Regions from separate parts of the Xenopus laevis genome. Here region 1 is linked to region 2. A link is a contact called in public Hi-C data. All regions are on one chromosome and are shown on one strand. The core of a region is the stretch at or near the end of the contact, and the rest is flanking DNA. Distances in the headings are between cores, read along the strand shown. Region 1 overlaps LOC108698051 (slit homolog 2 protein). Region 2 has its middle 14 kb from the start of LOC108698051.

The links. Hi-C and Micro-C count contacts between places; a contact is called where the count stands out from the background.
Region 1: a Hi-C map of the XL177 cell line shows a contact between it and region 2, with 3 times the contacts expected there. A contact is called at or near these places in 2 of 4 Hi-C or Micro-C datasets (the XL177 cell line and the XTC cell line).

What each region holds. Positions count from the first base shown.
Region 1 is chr1L:31,685,533-31,688,232 of Xenopus_laevis_v10.1, reverse strand. It overlaps LOC108698051 (slit homolog 2 protein), which reads right to left. Exons shown (of 41, transcript XM_041588218.1): 40 at 890-977. Among protein-coding and RNA genes, the nearest start is that of pacrgl.L, 22 kb to the left of the region's middle.
Region 2 is chr1L:31,476,479-31,479,340 of Xenopus_laevis_v10.1, reverse strand. No RefSeq gene overlaps it. Among protein-coding and RNA genes, the nearest start is that of LOC108698051, 14 kb to the left of the region's middle.

The DNA.
Region 1 (2,700 bases), core at 68-2,567, 210 kb before region 2:
GGATTATTCCTTCGATCGAACGATTAAATCCTTCGATTCGAAGGATTTTAATCCAACGATCGAAGGAATATCCTTCGATCAAAAAAACGTAGGAAAGCCTATGGGGACCTTCCCCATAGGCTAACATTGACTTCGGTAGCTTTTAGCTGCCGAACTAGGGGGTCGAAGTTTTTTTTAAAGAGACAGTACTTCGACTATCGAATGGTCGAATAGTCGAACGATTTTTACTTCAAATCCTTCGATTCGAAGTCGTAGTCGAAGGTCGAAGTAGCCCATTCGATGGTCGAAGTAGCCCAAAAAATACTTCGAAATTCGAAGTTTTTTTACTTCGAATCCTTCACTCGAATTTAGTGAATCAGCCCCTAATAAATGTGTAAAACCGTTAAACTATTTCCTGACAGTCAAAACATGCTAATATTCATATTTGTGGGAATCCTTCAGGATTTCTCACATCAAAGTTTAGTAAATGTTATTGTTTCAGAAAAAATTGATATGGTATCTAAGTAACATGTCACTATTATAGTGACAGCAAAATTGTATTTTTCTTTTTCAAATGCAGAATTCAACCCAGTTTTCATAACCTGAACAGCTGGTTCTGTTTACAGCAAGGCAACTGTTCCAGAGAGCATGCAATTTTATTTATTAGCATTTTTGTTCTATACTATTCTTCAAGTAACATTCCATTAGCTTCATAAATTACTCCTTAAAAAGTTTTTAAAGATCCAAAATGAATCATCTGTACTCCCTAACCCAACTATGTTTTCCATTGTGCAACCACAGTGATATTGAAATTCAACTGAAGCAAAACTCAAAGGAAGACACTGATATGAGGGGGGGTGAGACACCAGGACAGAATAAAAGATGAGTCCAGAGATAGTGACCATCTCACCTGTGGAATTCGTTGGGATAAATCAGTGAAAGCTGAAGGGTGAAAAGCAAAGTTTGTGATAAAGCTAAGAGTAGAATCATTGGCTTCCCTAGTTGGGAAAAATAGAAAATTGATATAGAATAGCCAGAACATATCAGGTTAAAGATACTAAGTGAATTTGAAAATATGAATAAAAAGACTGCAGAGGTGAACATTGGGGTACATTTGAATGAATCAGTTTCTTTCCTTCCTTTAATTTACTACATTTTAAACCACTATTCCATATGCATTGCATATACAACTTGTGTTCCATGATTGCAAAATATTTGTGCAATAGGCAAAAACTTATGGATATGTCAGTCCATTGTTTAGCATATTGTTATCCAGGGTGAGACTGGGGGTCCCCCACTGCCAATCACGTTTCTCTGGCGGATGCAGCAGGAAGGAGCTTCCAAATCGTGGATCTGGGCCGGGTGCCCAGCGGGTTTCCTCCCGGTGTCCCGTCGGCCCAGTCTGACCCTCTTGTTGTTCAACATTGAGAATAAATCTATAACCTATACTCACACACATGGAATATATAAATGATATATCAATTTAATGTATGCAGTTGATTTTTATTCATATTTTCCTTAGTATGAATCAGAAAACAGGTTTTATCACTAGTGATGGGCGAATTTATTCGCCTGGCGCGAATTCGTGGCGAATTCGCGGTGAATAAATTTGCGAAACGCCCGCGAAAAAAAACGGACGCCGGCGCCATTTAGCGTATTTTTCGCCGTTTTGCAAATTTCGTGCGAATCTTCCGGCGAAGCGAAACAGCGCAAATTCGCCCATCACTATTTATCACCATATAATTATATTTTCATGTAAAGTTAAATGTTATAAATAACGTAGATATTTCTTGTGGAATTGAAATGCCCTGAGACGGTTTACAGCAGTACCCTGAAGGGTATTTTAAAACTACAGCCAAATGGTCAAATGTTGTCCGAGACATCATCATTGCTTCAAAGTACATAAATTGAAACTTCTTGGCCCCAATTACCATATAACATGGCATTCACCGTTTATACCTTCCTCAGTGCAAAACTTACAACCTCTAGTACCTGACAGAAAATGTTGTGCTTCATTGTTGTATCAACTACACTTGAATTCTGGAAATAAATGTTGCATTGCATGAAAACACATGCAAAACATACACAATTTCTTTTAAATTTTCAGACTTCAAAAACGATCCATTTTGTCTGTACGGGTACTACTACTTGCATGTCTGCAAATGCAACCCAACATTTATGGGGTTATTTACTAAAACTTGTGTTTTTCTCATATTTTACCAGAAACAAACCCAACTTAACTCCCATCCACGAATTTGGCTAATTTAATTAATAATTAACTAAAAAAAAAAAAATCAGATAATAAAAAAAAACTTGAACAATTTGAGTTTTAATGAATACCTAAAATTCTTTTTGAGTTTAGGCTTAAAATTTTAATTTACCGAGTTTTCGAGCGAAAATCAGAGTCAATCACCCCAAAACACCCGAAAATCATGGAGGCAAAAACAATTCTTCAAATGGTTAAATGGATCTCTGCCATTGACTTTTACATGAATTCAACAGCTTTAGCTGGAGTAATTTCGGATTTGGATTTTGTGTTGCTTTGGCGCAAAACAATGAAAAAAACCTCTAATTTTTAAAGAAAACAAAACTCAACCTTTAATAATCACAGCAGAGACCTTTCTGCCTTCAAAATATGACAATATATATTTACCTTGAGCTTTGGCAAATCTAATAGGTGTTTTTACACTTCTACCAGTCACTAACATAAAGCATGGTAGT
Region 2 (2,862 bases), core at 146-2,645:
CTCAAATTTTTCTGTTTTTTTCCCAACTGCTCAATTTTTTCAAGTTTTTGCCCTAAACTCCAAAAAGTTCGGATTTTCAGTTACACCTACTGACGACCACCATAACTTAAATTCAGAATAGGTGCCTCTCCCATTGACTTATACAGGATATAATAAATCTTTGAAATAAAAATTCTCAAAGAATGTGTTTTGCCCCAAAAAGCCCAACCAGAAAAATTTGAGGTTTAAAAACTATGAATACAAAAATCACGGAAAAATTTTTTGACCAAAAAAAATCAGATTTTTTGAGAATTGATTGTACCCCGAGCCTGAAAAAAGTCTGAATCCTAAAATCCGCCATCACCAATCTGTCAGTCCTGTAGAAGTCAATGGCAAACATCTTATTTCAATGGCATGGTCCACGCGGAGTTTCTGGCAAAAATCTGATTTTTTTTTAAATTTATGAGTAATAAAAAGTAGCACTAACATACATTTTTAGTCTTACAGAGCATTTGCTTTTTAGATGGGATCAGTGACCCCCATTTGAAAGGTGGAAAACCTCAGAAGAAGAAAGCAAGTAATTAAAAAAAATTATAAAAAAAATTGGAAAGCTGCTTAAAATGGGCAATTCTCTAGCATGTTAAAAGCTAACTTAAAGATGAACCACCCCTTTAAAACAAAGCTAGGGGGCATCAATGCGAGTGTCCACATGTAACCGACTGCCTGCTGCTTATGAATACAGTGCTGCCAAATTCCTTTTAAAGTAGGGGTAGTTCCATGCCTTTTGAGCACAAACCCATTTTGCCCTTTGCTTAGTAAATAAGGACCCTAGCATTGTTTAGTTTGCACCTACTTCAATCAATATGCTGCATGCACATGATGTTTAGATGAGCAGGTTGCATATACTTCTGATTTCAATCTATTTTGTCCAAAATTTCCATGTTTTTGCAACCAGAAGCCTTTTTTTTCTGCTCAGTGTAATGTACAGTGGCAAACAGTGAGTAATTGCACAGCTGAGCCCTAGCACAAGCGTTGTGTGTAATGTATACACAATTCCCTGTCCTGATAAGCTGGCTAGACAATTGCTGCAGCTAGAGGGAAGACAGGTGTACAACATATAATTCAAATGCTACCCAGAGCTTCAAAGGGAGGCCTGGCCAATTTCTGTCCCTTGTACATTTCTCCCTGTACAGGTATTTCTCTGGGTGGCATTTAATCAGTGCAGATCAAGGGTTGCTGTTCCAATGCCCTGAGGGGAGTGCTTATAGTACAATATGCTGAGATTGAAATCAAGTTTCAGGTAGCGAGTACCAAAACTGCCTTGAAGCCAGAAACGGACAGGACACGGACAGGACAAAATCTAAGTCTTTCTGCCCTCCCTCCTCCATGTCAGACCCCTAGTGAGACTATTTACTGTTCACAAGACAACAAAAACACATACTAAAGAGGCGGAACGCTGAAAGAAAACATTTAACAAAAACAACACAGAAACCATCACTTCTCCAAACCACAGGGGGGCTTTGTTTTAAGGATGGGCTGCTCTGCATTCCTGTTTGGCAATGAGGGGGCACGGCTGAGACTACCGAAAAAATAACAACCTTCCCAGGGTGCAAGGAAGTTCCATCCAACCTGGCATTCACTTATCTTACCATGCAGGATATCCTTTATAAAGACATGATCACCAGTAGGTAAATTAAAGACCAGCCTTGGAATGAACATGTAGAGATGCACAATTGTGCTGGAGTCTTATGGACAAGGGGGTGGCCTGGGACAATGAAGTTCAGCTGTGACCCCGACCAGAGTTACATAAACTACATAAAATATTCAACCTGGAACCCCCTAGGTAAAAACTTTATTTCCAGCACCCACCCACTTTTTCTATCCAAATTTCACCTACAGAGTTTGGGAATTACAATTCATCCATAAGGTTAGATGGATGTCAAATATATTTTTCAGGTTAGTACATATACAGGTATGGGACCTGTTATGCTGAATGCTCTGGGCCTGGGGTTTTCCAGATAACGGATCTTTCCATAATATGGATCTACCTCAAGTTTACTAGAAAATCCTTTAAACATTAAATAAACCCAATAGAATTGTTTTTACCTCCAATGAGGATGAATTATATCTTAGGTTGGATCAAGTACAAGCTACTGTTTTATCATTGCAGAGAAATCATTTTTAGTGATGGCCGAATAAATTCGCCAGGTGCGAATTCACAATGAATTTTGTGTTTCGCTGCCGGCGAATAAATTTATGAAACTTCGGGGGAAATTTGCCAGTGAAAATTCACCATTTTCAAAAAAAATTTGGATGTGTGTCGGAATAGTTACTAGTGTCAGAACTGTCACGCGTCAACATTATTTGGACGCCCATTGACTTTATTGTGGGCGTCAAAATTGACATAGGCGTCAAAATTCATGTTTAGTGAATTTTTTGCCGTTTCGCAAATCTCGCGGGACATGGGACACATTTGCCCATCACTAATCATGTTTAAAAATTGTAATTATTTGAAAAATATGGAGTCTATGGGAGACGTCCTTCCTGTAATTCGGAGCTGTAATTTCCGGAAAGCTTATCCCATACATTTACTTATTATACTAAAAAATGTAACATTACTTAAATTATCCCTTTGCAGCAAATTGGGGAAAAAAAATCTTTTCTCTTGAATTCCTCTGAATGGTTCCAAAATAAATGGTTCCAAAATAAACACAAAAACGTTTAATTTTCACTAATCTAAATTTTTTTTGTCTTGAAAACGGCCTTCCCTGAGAGATGGGGACTATTCCTGACCCTAAATTATTATTTACAGTTTCATTAAATCCATAATTTTAGAAGCATCCTTATATCAAACTGAATACAAACCATAATTTGCATATTAAA